Linked DNA regions of Mus musculus: regions 1 and 3 are each linked to region 2. The links are chromatin contacts, called in public ChIA-PET and Hi-C maps. All regions are on one chromosome and are shown on one strand. Each heading gives the region's core, a stretch centred on a gene start, on an enhancer-like site or on the middle of the called end of the contact. The rest is flanking DNA. Distances are from core to core; before and after follow the strand shown. Region 1 overlaps Lcp1 (lymphocyte cytosolic protein 1). Region 2 overlaps Siah3 (siah E3 ubiquitin protein ligase family member 3). Region 3 has its middle 11 kb from the start of Gm4285.

Evidence for each region. A called contact is a pair of places that touch in the nucleus more often than the background predicts. ChIA-PET counts read pairs in DNA pulled down with a chosen protein or histone mark.
Region 1: a contact with region 2 is called in a Hi-C map of Th1 cells, with 2.6 times the contacts expected there. The contact joins two enhancer-like sites. A contact is called at or near these places in 6 of 484 Hi-C or Micro-C datasets (CD4 T cells, the G1E-ER4 cell line and Th1 cells), 4 of 115 datasets of contacts at active chromatin or transcription factors (astrocytes, embryonic stem cells, memory CD8 T cells and 1 more) and 2 of 9 other capture datasets (adipose tissue and liver).
Region 3: an RNA polymerase II ChIA-PET map of memory CD8 T cells shows a contact between it and region 2, with 6 read pairs. The contact joins two enhancer-like sites. A contact is called at or near these places in 2 of 484 Hi-C or Micro-C datasets (both in the G1E-ER4 cell line) and 1 of 115 datasets of contacts at active chromatin or transcription factors (memory CD8 T cells).

Annotation. Positions count from the first base shown.
Region 1 is chr14:75,189,907-75,194,195 of GRCm38.p6, reverse strand. The region is part of intron 2 of Lcp1 (lymphocyte cytosolic protein 1); the gene reads right to left. Among named protein-coding and RNA genes, the nearest start is that of Cpb2, 50 kb to the left of the region's middle. Within about 2 kb of position 1,740, at least 64 of the 459 cell types and tissues checked have an H3K27ac peak or open chromatin away from gene starts, as enhancers often do. A contact at or near this core is called in Th1 cells and memory CD8 T cells, where this site is marked.
Region 2 is chr14:75,513,772-75,517,614 of GRCm38.p6, reverse strand. The region is part of intron 1 of Siah3 (siah E3 ubiquitin protein ligase family member 3); the gene reads right to left. Among named protein-coding and RNA genes, the nearest start is that of Gm35966, 10 kb to the left of the region's middle. Within about 2 kb of position 1,279, at least 76 of the 459 cell types and tissues checked have an H3K27ac peak or open chromatin away from gene starts, as enhancers often do. A contact at or near this core is called in the G1E-ER4 cell line, Th1 cells and memory CD8 T cells, where this site is marked.
Region 3 is chr14:75,831,806-75,835,699 of GRCm38.p6, reverse strand. No RefSeq gene overlaps it. Among named protein-coding and RNA genes, the nearest start is that of Gm4285, 11 kb to the left of the region's middle. Within about 2 kb of position 1,304, at least 407 of the 459 cell types and tissues checked have an H3K27ac peak or open chromatin away from gene starts, as enhancers often do. A contact at or near this core is called in the G1E-ER4 cell line and memory CD8 T cells, where this site is marked.

The DNA of each region.
Region 1 (4,289 bases), core at 491-2,990, 320 kb after region 2:
GAGGGTGAAGTTACCCCTAAAAGTCTCAGTGACTTTGACAGAGAGGAGACTCTTCAGCTAATTAGACCAAGTGCGGTGTGGAAAGGAGAGTGCTTCCCCAGCGTGGGGCAGGACATGATTAATGTTCTAACATGCACACCAGCCATGTCTAAGAAGGACATCGCTGCAGTAGTGTCTAATTTTAGATATCGTACATAGTTTATGTGTTTGCCTGAGGGGACTGTGCCCATTTTCATTCCTGCAGTTAGAAGGAGTGGACTATCTTATCACCACCTATTATCCAGGTCCTCAGGGGAAGGTGTCGCTTTGCAATACTAGCACCATATAGGCAGCAGTAAAGGCTCCTACTTGGGTATCAGGAGCCCAAAAAGAAAGAAGGCACGTGTCTTCCAGGGCACGAGGGAGTACTTTCAATTGAGCTTTACAGACTCTGTTGTGAGTATGGTTCATACTATTTATTCTTTTTGCTTCTAGGGCCTATATATATTAATCATGTGTTCTTCCACTGAGCTATATCCCCAGACCCTGCCCGTGCCTTACCTTTTGGTAAAACATTTAATTGTATTTTATTTAGTGTGGGGGAGTGTATGGCTGTGGGTGTGTTACATCGAACAAGTAGGGGTAAGAGGAAAACTCGAATGAGTCCGTTTCTCTTCTTTCAGCATGTGGGGACCCAGGGATCCAACTCCGGTCGTCAGGCTGAGTCCCAATCACCTTTACCTGCTGAGGCATCTCACCAGCTCACGTGTCCCTTTCTAATGACCACACCAACTAACAATGCTCTGCCAGGAAGCATTTCAACTAGCAGTAAGCTCAGGACCTTCCCTTATGGATCCCTACCCAAACCATTAGATCTAAGAGAACGAATCTCAAATCATTTCTCTGGGTCACTTCTGCTTTCCCGTGGGGACTTTGGCCTTTTCGATCCATCGCCATAGAATCCCAAGACAGTTGGCTAAAGAGATCGCTAGGTTTTTTTTTTTTTTCTGTTTGTTGTTTACTTAATTTTAAAACTAGCTCAATACCTCCCCAGCTGCCGAAGCCACAAAGTCTGCTCCTTCTCGACAGACAACAAGGTTTGTGAGAATGAGTTATTACCGAAGAATTTTGACTCAAATTGCCCAAGGACCAGATGCAGAAACCGCGTGTTAGGTGTTTACCACAGATCACAGTGCTGAGGGATTTGCAGAAGAACACGGCTCCTCTAAGTGAGTGTGGACTTAGGAGTGGGGATTTCTCAGGTTTCAGAACTGATTGTGAAAACAGCAGAAAGAGGGGGGCAGCGGCCTGTCCCGGTGTGGTGACGCAGGCTACTCTGGGTGCATCAGTGTTAAGGTTAGGGACAGTAGTGACCAGTTATCCACCTGCTAGAGTCCCAGGCATCTGCCACCTCGTATCACAGGATCAAGGCACACTTCTGCCTGTGCCCCACTTTCTCTGCAATCTGACTCTGTAGGTGAAGGAAAACTGGAAACTTCTGACTCTTGGTCCCAGTTGCATCTGAGCAACCTCAGGGGATCTCAGCATCCACCAGGGGGATGACAGAGCTTCCGGAGACCTCCGAGAACGGTGAACGATCAGAAACGCACTGTCTAAGCAACACAGGAGCTACCGGGGCTGACAGTAGCTTAAGGTGACTAAGATATGAAGCAAAGATGTGACACGGTTCTGTAGCCAAAGAAAACATTCGTACAGTTTAAAAGGGTGAAAGCTGCTTGCCGACTCTGCTTCACAGGAACACCCTTAGGAGAGCTAACAAAGAATATACCGCAACTTACTCTGTGTCACTGATACGGGTTCCTTATGTTCACCTTTCAGAGAAAGGATGACTCCAAAAACACAGCTTTTAAATGACTTTGTTTTTTTGTTTTTGATTTTTGGGGTTTTTTTTGTGGGTTTTTGTTTTTTTCAATTCAGTTTTAGGGATTGTAGAAATGCCTCAGTGGTTAAGAGCACTGGCTGCTCTTGCAGAGAACCTGGGTTTAGATTTCTAACACCCACATGACAGCTCCCATTTATCTGTAACTCCAGTAACTCCAGTTCCAAGGGACCCAGCTCCCTCTTTTGACCTCCACGTGCACCAGGTGCACAATTGGTACACAGACACACAAGCAGGCAAATACCCAAACATACCTTTTTAAAAATGAATTCAATTACAAATGGTCTCAGATATAAATGGGCACTTAAAGGGAATCTTACAAATCCTTCTATCAAGTTTAACCTCAAATTTGACTTTTTTTTTCTGCCAATGCACCAGTTTCCCACAGGCTGTTCTAGGGCACCGACACCTTTCTTTCCAGCCTCTGACCTGAAGGCCTTAGGGGAGAAGACAAAGGAGGCCTGTCACCCGTGAAGCTGCAGCTGGGCCGACACTGCTAGGAAAGCCAGCAGGTCCCAGCACTCTAGCCTGCTCACCACGCTCTGAAAGCCTCTAGAAGTTGGCCATTCAATCAAGGGGCTTCTGAGGTTACAGGGACAGGTCCCAGCCCCATCTCCAACTCAAGAGACTGCACGGCCCCGCCTGTCCTTTCTTGAACATCCCTAATACCCCTGCTCTCTACCAAGATAACCACCCCAAGCTTTGTAAGCAAGGGTGATACACCAGGCTGGAGTCTGAGGGTACTATAGTACACTGGCACCCCTCTTCTTGCTTAGGCTACAGTGCTACCCATGGTACTGGCCTCTTGGGAATCCACAGCTACTGTTCATCTTGCTCTAGGACAGGGATTTTTAAGAACCATGCCCAAAACGTTTGTTCAAAGAACTGATATCGATCAATCTAAAGTTATCGTCTGAATATACACCACCATTCACTCATCCAGGAATGAAATCCCACCTAGTTGTTTCTGTATAAAGCTCTGCTCTAGTTGCTGAGAGATGCAGAAAGAGGAACAAGAATGGGAGCCCCAAAGGCTAGTGCTTCATGAAGCCCACGCTTAAACGTCAAGTCTTGAATGTAACGCGTAGATGATGATTAATGTAATAGTGGGATTTCCTGGAGTGGAAAAGGTTAAACACAGACCTTTGCAAATTAAAGGAAAAAAAAAGGAGCAGAGAGGAGGCCTATCTAAAATGAAAATAGCATGGCAGGCATCGTGACATGGACCCACAAGCCTGTCACAAAGGATACTGAGACAGTAAGCTCTCCTTGAGTTTGAGATCAGCCTTTGCTACATGGCGAAAATTCTAGGCCAGTCAGGACTACCCTGTCTCAAAGTACAGAAATACAGACATACATAACTAAGAATACCAAATACCGAAATCAGCCCACTCAATTCACTAAATGAGTAAGTTTGCCAAATGAGTCTCTACTGGGATAAAAGGCAGGGGGAGTGAGGGAAGGCTGTGTCTGGGCTCTCGTGAGGAGACCCTGCCTCCCTTCCGGCTGTGTAGCATTAACCTCCAGTTTGTTCTCTGGGCCTCAGTTTCTTCATCCCTATATTGACAGGGGGAGTCCCTTCTATGTTAAAAAGTCTCAAGACTTCTCTCAGTAGCTGAGCAGTGAATCTGCAGATTAGAGCCGAGCTTGCAGAGAACAACGTGGTTGGTATGAGTGCCCACCAGAGTAGTGGCTGGACCCCGGAGATGTCTCTTAAGAAGTGAGCAAGTGGGGGAGGGGGCCTGGCTCCCAGGGGCCAGCCACTGTCCCTGTCCTTACCTTTCGTCACACACAGAGCTGTTCCAGAAGATGCATCTCTTTCTGAACCCCAGGTAGATGTCCCTGCTCGGCTGCCCAGTGGAGCAGTTCAGAGCAGCAGAGCTGTCAAAGTGGCCCATGGGACCTATTTTCTGGGATGTCTTCACACACGGCTAAAGAGACGCTGATCCAGTTCATTCCTAGCTTCTAGGCGAGCCAGTGAACAGACTGTCCCAGAAAGAGAACCATCTAGCATTTTCTTTGAAAAGACCCAAATAAGGAAACTCTATAACCTCTCCGGTGTCTCATATCCCTGCCTTGTAACCTAAATCTTTTCTGATACAATTACAGCTCTTCCTATCTTGGACTAATCTTAAACAGAACTATAGGAGCTGGCCAATTCATAAATCTCCCACCTTGGAGATGGTTCGTCCTTTTTAGCTATTAGTTTAGGAGTTTATTTTTCAACCTTTAAATTTGCTTTGCTATGTTCAGCCTTTGTGCCAACTTCCTTAACCAGTGAAGATGAGACTATCAAGGTTGTAAGATAGCCCTTATAAAGAGCCAGGAGATTCCTGAAGGGGTTAAAAACAGCAATACCACATGGTCCAGCTACACCATTACTGGTTATTTATCAAGAGGACAAGAACCC
Region 2 (3,843 bases), core at 30-2,529:
GGAAAAGCTAAATGTTGCTCATTTGGTTTCTCTGTTTCTCTTTTCCTCAAAACCTGCAGTGGCTGTGACCATCACAAGCCTGAGGGCAGGGTGGGGGGCATGGGAACTCTTCACAGACAGTAAGCTAGCTAAGCCGGATGAGAAGGCACACTGAGCCTTTGTCACGGAGACAGGTCACCACAGTGTAGCGCACACTCTCCCTCATGTCCTCAGATTCAGCGCTCAGCTGAATTTCAGTGAATGGCTGGGTGACATGTTCCTGTGGGCCATGGACCATGCCTGCATTCTTCTTTAAAATATGTTCACACAGATCTAAATGCATACACTTTTTAACACCGTGCTCCCGGGGCTGCTGATGCCTGGTTCGGGAATTCACACCTCAGCATGATCACCTAACGTTTTATTGGGAAAGACCATACACCAGAGATAATGAGTACAATTGCCTCAATTGGTATCTGTATTTCTGATTCACACCAGATGCTGCTAATTAACACTTACGCATGGGTTCTCATTGGGGAAATTAGTGGCCTGTCAATCAGTGTAACAGATGCTAAGAATGGACTCTCTGTGATGTGTGAGAATCAGTCCAGGGAAGTCAGACAAAATTCCTCATTTGGTGAGTAGGTCCTGAAAGTTCCTTCTCTAAATATCTGGTACCCAGCCTCTGAGATGGGACTTTTGGTAGCTGTATACCTTTAAGAGTTCAGATTTTACTTCATTACATACTGTAATTCCAGCACTTGGGAGGCTGAGGCAAAAACGGATCACCATGTGTTTGAGGTCAGCCTGGGCTACAGTGTGAGACCCTGTCTCAAAGGCTCAAGTTGCCTTTTCAATACTCGTATTTATAACCATGGCTTAGTGCTGTTCTCAGCCTCGCTCGGAGAAGCTTCTGTGAGCAGAGAGGAGCAGTTAAGGCAGAGACTCATTACTGATCCAAGCGCCAAGAGTAAGTGATGGTGGAGCGTTTTCCCCTAAACACTGCATTTCCCTTCCAGGGCTCAGGGGACATCGAGCAGAGGATGGGGGATGGGCAGAAGTCCATCTTTTGGACGTGACATGGCCACTGCTTTCATCAACTGTGGTTATATGTACAAGATTGGTCCAGCTAACAGTTCATCATGGGTGGGAGGAGGCCCTCCACTTCATGGGCAGGAACTATTGACAGTTAATTGTTGCTGGGGGAGAATATGTCACTTTCTTCAATGGGTGTAGCCACTGAGCAGTGGCTCTTGCGTCAGAAGAAAAGAAAACCACAACCAAAACCAAAAGGCTACCTACCCATTTCCTGTAAGCAACTCTAACGGAATGAGTGGATCCCATGTAAAAGGAAGTCACGGAGTGGGAGGGACCTTGTTGTAGAGAAGGTTACAGAGCAAGGGAGATGGGAGGGCAATGAAAAGGACTGAAATGCACTATGGGTGCACTGCCAAAGAATGAGAGAGAGAGAGAGAGAGAGAGAGAGAGAGAGAGAGAGAGACCCAATCCCCCCCCACCCCCAGCATCCCAACACCAGCATCCCAACAAACAAAAAGAACCCTTCCTGAATGCAGTTCCCTTCTATTGACTAAAATCCCATGAGTTGGGTTTGGAGACAGTTAAGCCAGGATCTATTGACACCATAGGTGGTGAAACAGGGAAACTGTAGACAGAAGAGAGGGAAACAGGGAAACTGTAGACAGAAGAAAACAACTGTGACAGACAAACATATTCCAAACCAAGACCCAGGAGTAATAAAATAAGAGATCCAAAGGGATGGCCACATAGACACTGGTCTGTGCTCTCAGAACACCCCAGGCTGGTCCTCCTATAAGGGAGAACCTTGTTTATTGTGAAGGATGGGAAAGAAAATGGGGATGATGCCATGAAAACCACAGCAAAACATCCTTGAGTCGCTAGCCCCGAGATCACAGCGTTCTCCTTTAGCTTCTAGGTCCTCCCTGCCCCTTGCCTACGCAGGATTAGTTGGTTTATCTAGTTTTTCTCACTAGAATCCTTGTGGATGTGAGCACAGTGTGTGTAACACACAGTGTGTAACACACAGCTGCTTGGTACGCCTTTGCAGCACAGATGTGTTAGTAAGAGCCTCCTCCAGACTAGTCCTTTACCTCACGCACCTGTGTCAGCCATGGTCCCAGCCTGCTGCCTGCTTGAGCCAATCACCTACTCTGGGTAGGGATACTATCTGGCCCTCTGACTTGTGATACGGTCATAAAACAACTGAGCATCAGACAACTCTCTTCTTTATTCAGCCTGCACCGAAAGTCACTAGTTGGTGGTCTTCTCTCCTCAGTTGGGCTAGAGTTGTTGATGACAGGGATTTTATTTAGTTTGCCAAGGGCCGAGTCCTATGGTGGGCCAGACTAGCACTTTGCAGTTCTAGGTGGCTAACAGAAGATCAGTGAGTACACACAATTTCCAAGAAAGAATGAAAGCATCAACTGAACCCTATTTCTGCACACATGCTCTTGTGGCTCTGCCCTCCATCTTGGCTCCTCAGCTCCTGGGGAAATGTGTGTGTGTGTGTGTGTGTGTGTGTGTGTGTGTGCATGTAAGAGTGCACATGCATGTGTATGTGCATGTGTGTATGAATGTGTGCATGTGCATGTATAAGTGTATGTATACGTGTGTGCATGTGTGTGAGTGTTCATGTGAATGCATGCGTGTGCATTGAGTGTGCGTGTGCATACATGCATGTGCATGTGTGCATGTGTGTGTCTGTGTGAGTGTATATGCATGTGTGTATGTGTGTGTGTGTGTGTGTGTGTGTGTGTGTGTGTGTCTTTCCATTAATTCGCAGCTGTGAGTTCATCAGGATGGAGTCCTGGAAGCTTCTCACCCTGAACCTGACAGGAATGGGACATAGATTCAAGCCTGAGAAGGGGGCAGGCTCACACCCATTTCTAGCTGTTAGGGTGGAAAGTAAAAGAGAAGCCTTGAAGAAGAAACGTCACCAGCCAGAGAGGCATTTACTCTGCTTTTACGTTTGGGAGTTGACTGGAAAGTATCAATCATTTGGTTTTCAATTGTAAGGGGCAAATAGATTGGGAAGTGCAATCTGCTGGATTAATACAGGAAATCTGTCCATTCCCTGGGTAGATCTAGACTGATTTTTCTCTCATGCACCTTGACAGGCTCATTGACCTAACAGATGGTTGAAGAGCCCCACACTTCCTTACCTATTATCCATCACAGAGATAACTTCAGCACAAGCAAAGATTATTGTTTATCTCTATGCCTATCCTCCCATAAGATGACTAGTGGTTTGAATAAGAATGGTCCCATAGGTTCATAGATGAGTGGCACTATTTGAAAGGATTTGAGGGATTAAAAAGTGTGGCTTTGTTTCAGTGAGTGTGTCACTAGAAGTGAGCTTTGAGATTTCAAAATCCCATGCCAAGTCCACAGACTCTCCTCTCTCTCCTCTCTCTCTCTCTGATCTGAATGTAGCTCCCAACTACTTCTTCAACATCATGCCTGCCTGCATGCTGTCACACTTTCTGCCATGATGGACTGAATCTCTGAAACTGTAATCAAGTCCCCAACTAAATGCTTTCTCGTATTAGAGTTGCCTTGGTCATGGTGTCTCTTCACAGCAGTAGAACAGTCACTAAGACAGAAGCTAAAGGGTTGTGTCCACCCAGAGTCCTACAATATAACACATCCCATCCATAGTGCCGTGCTCCATCCACACACCTGGGATGCTGGAATCCCCTCCTAATGGCTGAGACAGATCCTTACAGTCTGTGCTACTCAGGGATCCAACAACCAGAAGACACATCCTTAGATACAAAGGGTGGCCACTGGGTAGATATATAGGGAAGGTGAGAAGAACTTGGATGT
Region 3 (3,894 bases), core at 55-2,554, 320 kb before region 2:
AAACAACAACAAAAAACCCAAACAAACAGAAAAACGAAGAAAAGGGAGAAAGAAGTAGGAGAGGGGAGAGAAAGAAAGGAGAGGAGACAGGAGGGGAGGGGAGGGAAGGAGAACATAATGGAGGGGAGGGAACAGGAGGGGACCGGAGAGGAGAGGGCAGAGGAGGAGAGGAGGGAGAGGGGAAAGAAAAGGAGGGGAGCGGAGAGGAAAGAAAGAAGAGGCGAGAAAAAAGAAAAGAATGAACAACGCAACTACTTATTTCCACTTCTCAGAAACTGGGACCACTGGTCCTGGCCAGAGGTGCGGCAGGTGAGTTGAATTTGTCTCTGCTGAAGCTGTGCTGAGCTCTTTGCTGCTCCTTTCTTTGCGCACTAGGGGCCACTACTGCCACTTTTGGCTTTGAGGTCTGTGGCTGGGGCTGCTTTCTCAGCCTCCCAAGGCTCCCTCCCTAGCATCCCCAAGACTTCGAAGCCTGCGATGCCCAAAGCAGCTGAAGCAGCTGGCAGGGCACCCAGCTGCCTTGGGGACGAAGTAAGCAACCACAGCAGGTGGAGGTCTTCCAAGCGCAGCTCAGGCTGCTGAGAGACGCGGCTGTGGCTAGCAAGGGGCGCGCTGAAGTTTCAACTCTAGCAGTTCTATAGCAGTGACAGCAGCCAGGTGGCTTTAGATCTAGGCTAGAGGGTGACCTGATCCCACTGTGGACCGCAGGCTGCCAGACTCCAGGGTTGTTCTCAGCTAGTGAGATCAGCTCTCAGAAACCCAGGTGGGAGTTGATTTTCCGCTATGCGCTCACTTCCGGATTCCTGCCAACCTGCACTCTTGGTCTTGTCTGAGTCTCACCCTTCCACTCCCCACAACTGCCTCCCAGAGTTGCTTCTCATCCTGGGGTTATGGCGGGTTAAATTTGGGGTTCCCTGTTCTTTTCTCAGGCTCTCGGGATAGCTCAGTTACAAAACGTAGATCTTCTCTGTCGATGGCACGCAACCTCTGAGTCATACAGAGGGATCCCTGCCCGCTTCACCGAGGAGTCATTGTCTCACCAAACCTCACAGCTAGTTTTGAGGCTTGTGAGTATTGTGAGCTTGCCATGAGGGAGGCCTGTCTTCACCAGAGCCGCTGGGTTTGCCTTTAGAAGCAGCCTCCTGCCTTCCTGTTCTCCTGTGGAGCTGCGGGTATGGAGACATGGTTCCTCTTGTCTTCTCTGTGACTCGTGGGTCCTTTCTTAAGACTTAGGCACCCCTACCCATCACCACCTTCGAAAAGTTTTAATCTGCATATCTCCTCCCCTTCTTTTCCACTAACTTACAAGTGGAAAAATGCAGATCATGTGACCTGTCTCTGTCCAGTCCGGATGTGTGTGGCTCATGTCCCTGTGTTCTGTGTGGATTTCCGGCAAGGGTTTCCTGCCAGATTCAGAAGTTTAAGAAGACTCATATTGGCTCTTGGGTAGCTTGGGTTTTCTATTAGGAGGCTGCTATGTCAGGCATTGGCTCTTCCTTGATTTTGAGGTTTTGATAGCATGAGGTTAGGACGCACAGGATAAAGCAGTTTCCTGAAAGTTCGGATGGAGCTGTGCTTGAGAGGGCAACTTCTCTAATCTCCTGGCTCCCCCCCCTCCCCCCACTGTTTCCATGGCAGCGTCTGCTCTTGGATTTCCTGGCTCTGTTTCCCTCCTGTTACATGCACCTTCTTTCTTCTTAAATTTTTTTTTCTAATATTTATGTGTGTGTGTGTGTGTGTGTGTGTGTGTGTGTGTGTGTGTGTGTGTGCACATGTGAACCAGTCGTGGCGTTCTTGTGAATGTCAGGACAATTTGCGGGAGTCAGTTTCCTCTTTCCATCATGTGTGTCGCTGGGATTGAACTCAGATCAGACTTTGACCCTTACCTTTTATTGCCCGAGCCCTCCTTTCTACAGCTCCTCCAGCTTGGCTGCCCCAGCATCTTCAGTTCCACTGTGGACTCCTTGCCTCCCATGCCTCTGCCGCTGGCTGCTGGCTTCAGTGCTTCCCAGACACTCTGGGTTTCTTGGCGTTTTCCTGTTCTCAGGCCCGTGGGTGCTGTGGATTGAACATGCGTTCTCATCACTAGAGGTCACACTGAAAGCTCCAGTGTAGGAGTGTTGAGAAGTCCTGGGACCTTTAAAAGGTGTGTACATCAAATCGCACCCGCCCTCATTGTTGTGCTTTAAAAAAGACGAGGATGTGTTTAGTAGGGCACAGTATGGTGAGGTGGGAGGGGTGCCTTGGCGGGCTCATACTGAAGCATCCCTTCCTCCTGAGGTACCAGCCTAAGGAGATATATGCTATAGAATAGAGTATTTGGGGGCATGGAAAGAGGAGCTGAGAAGGGACAAAGGAGGACAGAGAGAAAGAAAAGAGAGAGAGAGAGAAGAGGAGGGGAGAGGCTGGCCAGGAACATGCAGAGAGAGGGGATGGAGGGGGAAGGGAAGAGAGGGAGAAAGGGGTCAGGGAGAGAAGAGAGACAGAAGGGGCAGAGACATGGAGGAGGAGCCAAACTGTCACTTTTGTAGAAAGCCACGCCTACCTGGCTGTTGCCAGGTAACTGAGCCTAGAAGGAATGCCAACATTCATGAACGAAATAATTCCAGTTTAGGGCACCGAAACTTCTTACTTCTTATTCTGAAGAACTGTTTTGGTTACCACGGTGTGTGTGATGTGTGTGTGTGTGTGTGTGTGTGTGTGTGTGTGTGTGTAGGACTTGGGTTTGGTTCCCATCACCCACGTGGTGCCTCACTACTGACTCCAGTTCCAACCAATCCCAGTTCTACCAGCACCACTCTCTCCACACCTCCCTGGGTACCTGGCACACAGGTGGTTAATATACATACAGGCAAAACATTTTTTGTTTTGTTTTTGTTTTTTGTTTTTTGAGACAGGGTTTCTCTGTGTAGCCCTGGCTGTCCTGGAGCTCACTCTGTAGACCAGGTTAGCCTCGAACTCAGGAATCCGCCTGCCTCTGCCTCCCGGGTACTAGGATTAAAGGCATGTGCTACCACTGCCCGGTGTCAGGCAAAACATTTATACACATAAACCTAAAAGATTTTTTTAAAGATTTGTTTAATTTATGTGAGTACACTGTCACTGTCTTCAGACATACCAGAATAGGGCATCAGATAGTTGTGAGCCACCATGTAGTTGCTGGGAATTGAACTCAGGACTTCTGGAAGAGCAGTCAGTGCTCTTAACTGCTAAGCCATCTCTCCAGCTCCCAAAAGATCTTTTTAAAAGTCTGGCACATAACAGTTTATTGTTACTTTGTGTGGTAAAGTACTTGGCAGCACTGGGCGTGATGGCACACCCCTTTAATCTCAGCACCCTGGAAGTAGAGGTAGGCATAGCCCTTGAGTTCAAGCCAACCTGGTTTATAAATTGACTTCTAGGACAAACAGGGAGTGGCATTATTAGGAGATGTGGCCCAGTTGGAGTAGGTGTGGCTATGTTGGAGGAAGTGTGTCACTGTGGAGGGTGGGGTGGACTTTAATACCCTAGCTGCCTGGAGAGCAGTCTTCTTTAGACTCAAGAAGTAGAACTCTTAGTTCCTTCTCCAGCACCGTGTCTGCCTGCATGCTGCCATGCTTCCTGCCATGATGATAATGGACTGAACCTTTAAGCCAGTCCCAATTAAATGTTGTCCTCATAAGAGTTGCCTTGGTCATGGTGTCTCTTCACAGCAATGGAAACCCTAACTAAGACAGTATGATAAAAGATACAGGAGCTGGTGAGATGGCTCAGCAGTTAAGAGCACCTACTGCTCTTCCAAAGGTCCTGAGTTCAAATCTTAGCAACCACATGGTGGCTCACAACCATCTGTAATGAGATCTGATGCCCTCTTCTGGTGTGTCTGAAGATAGCTACAGTGTACTTATATATAAA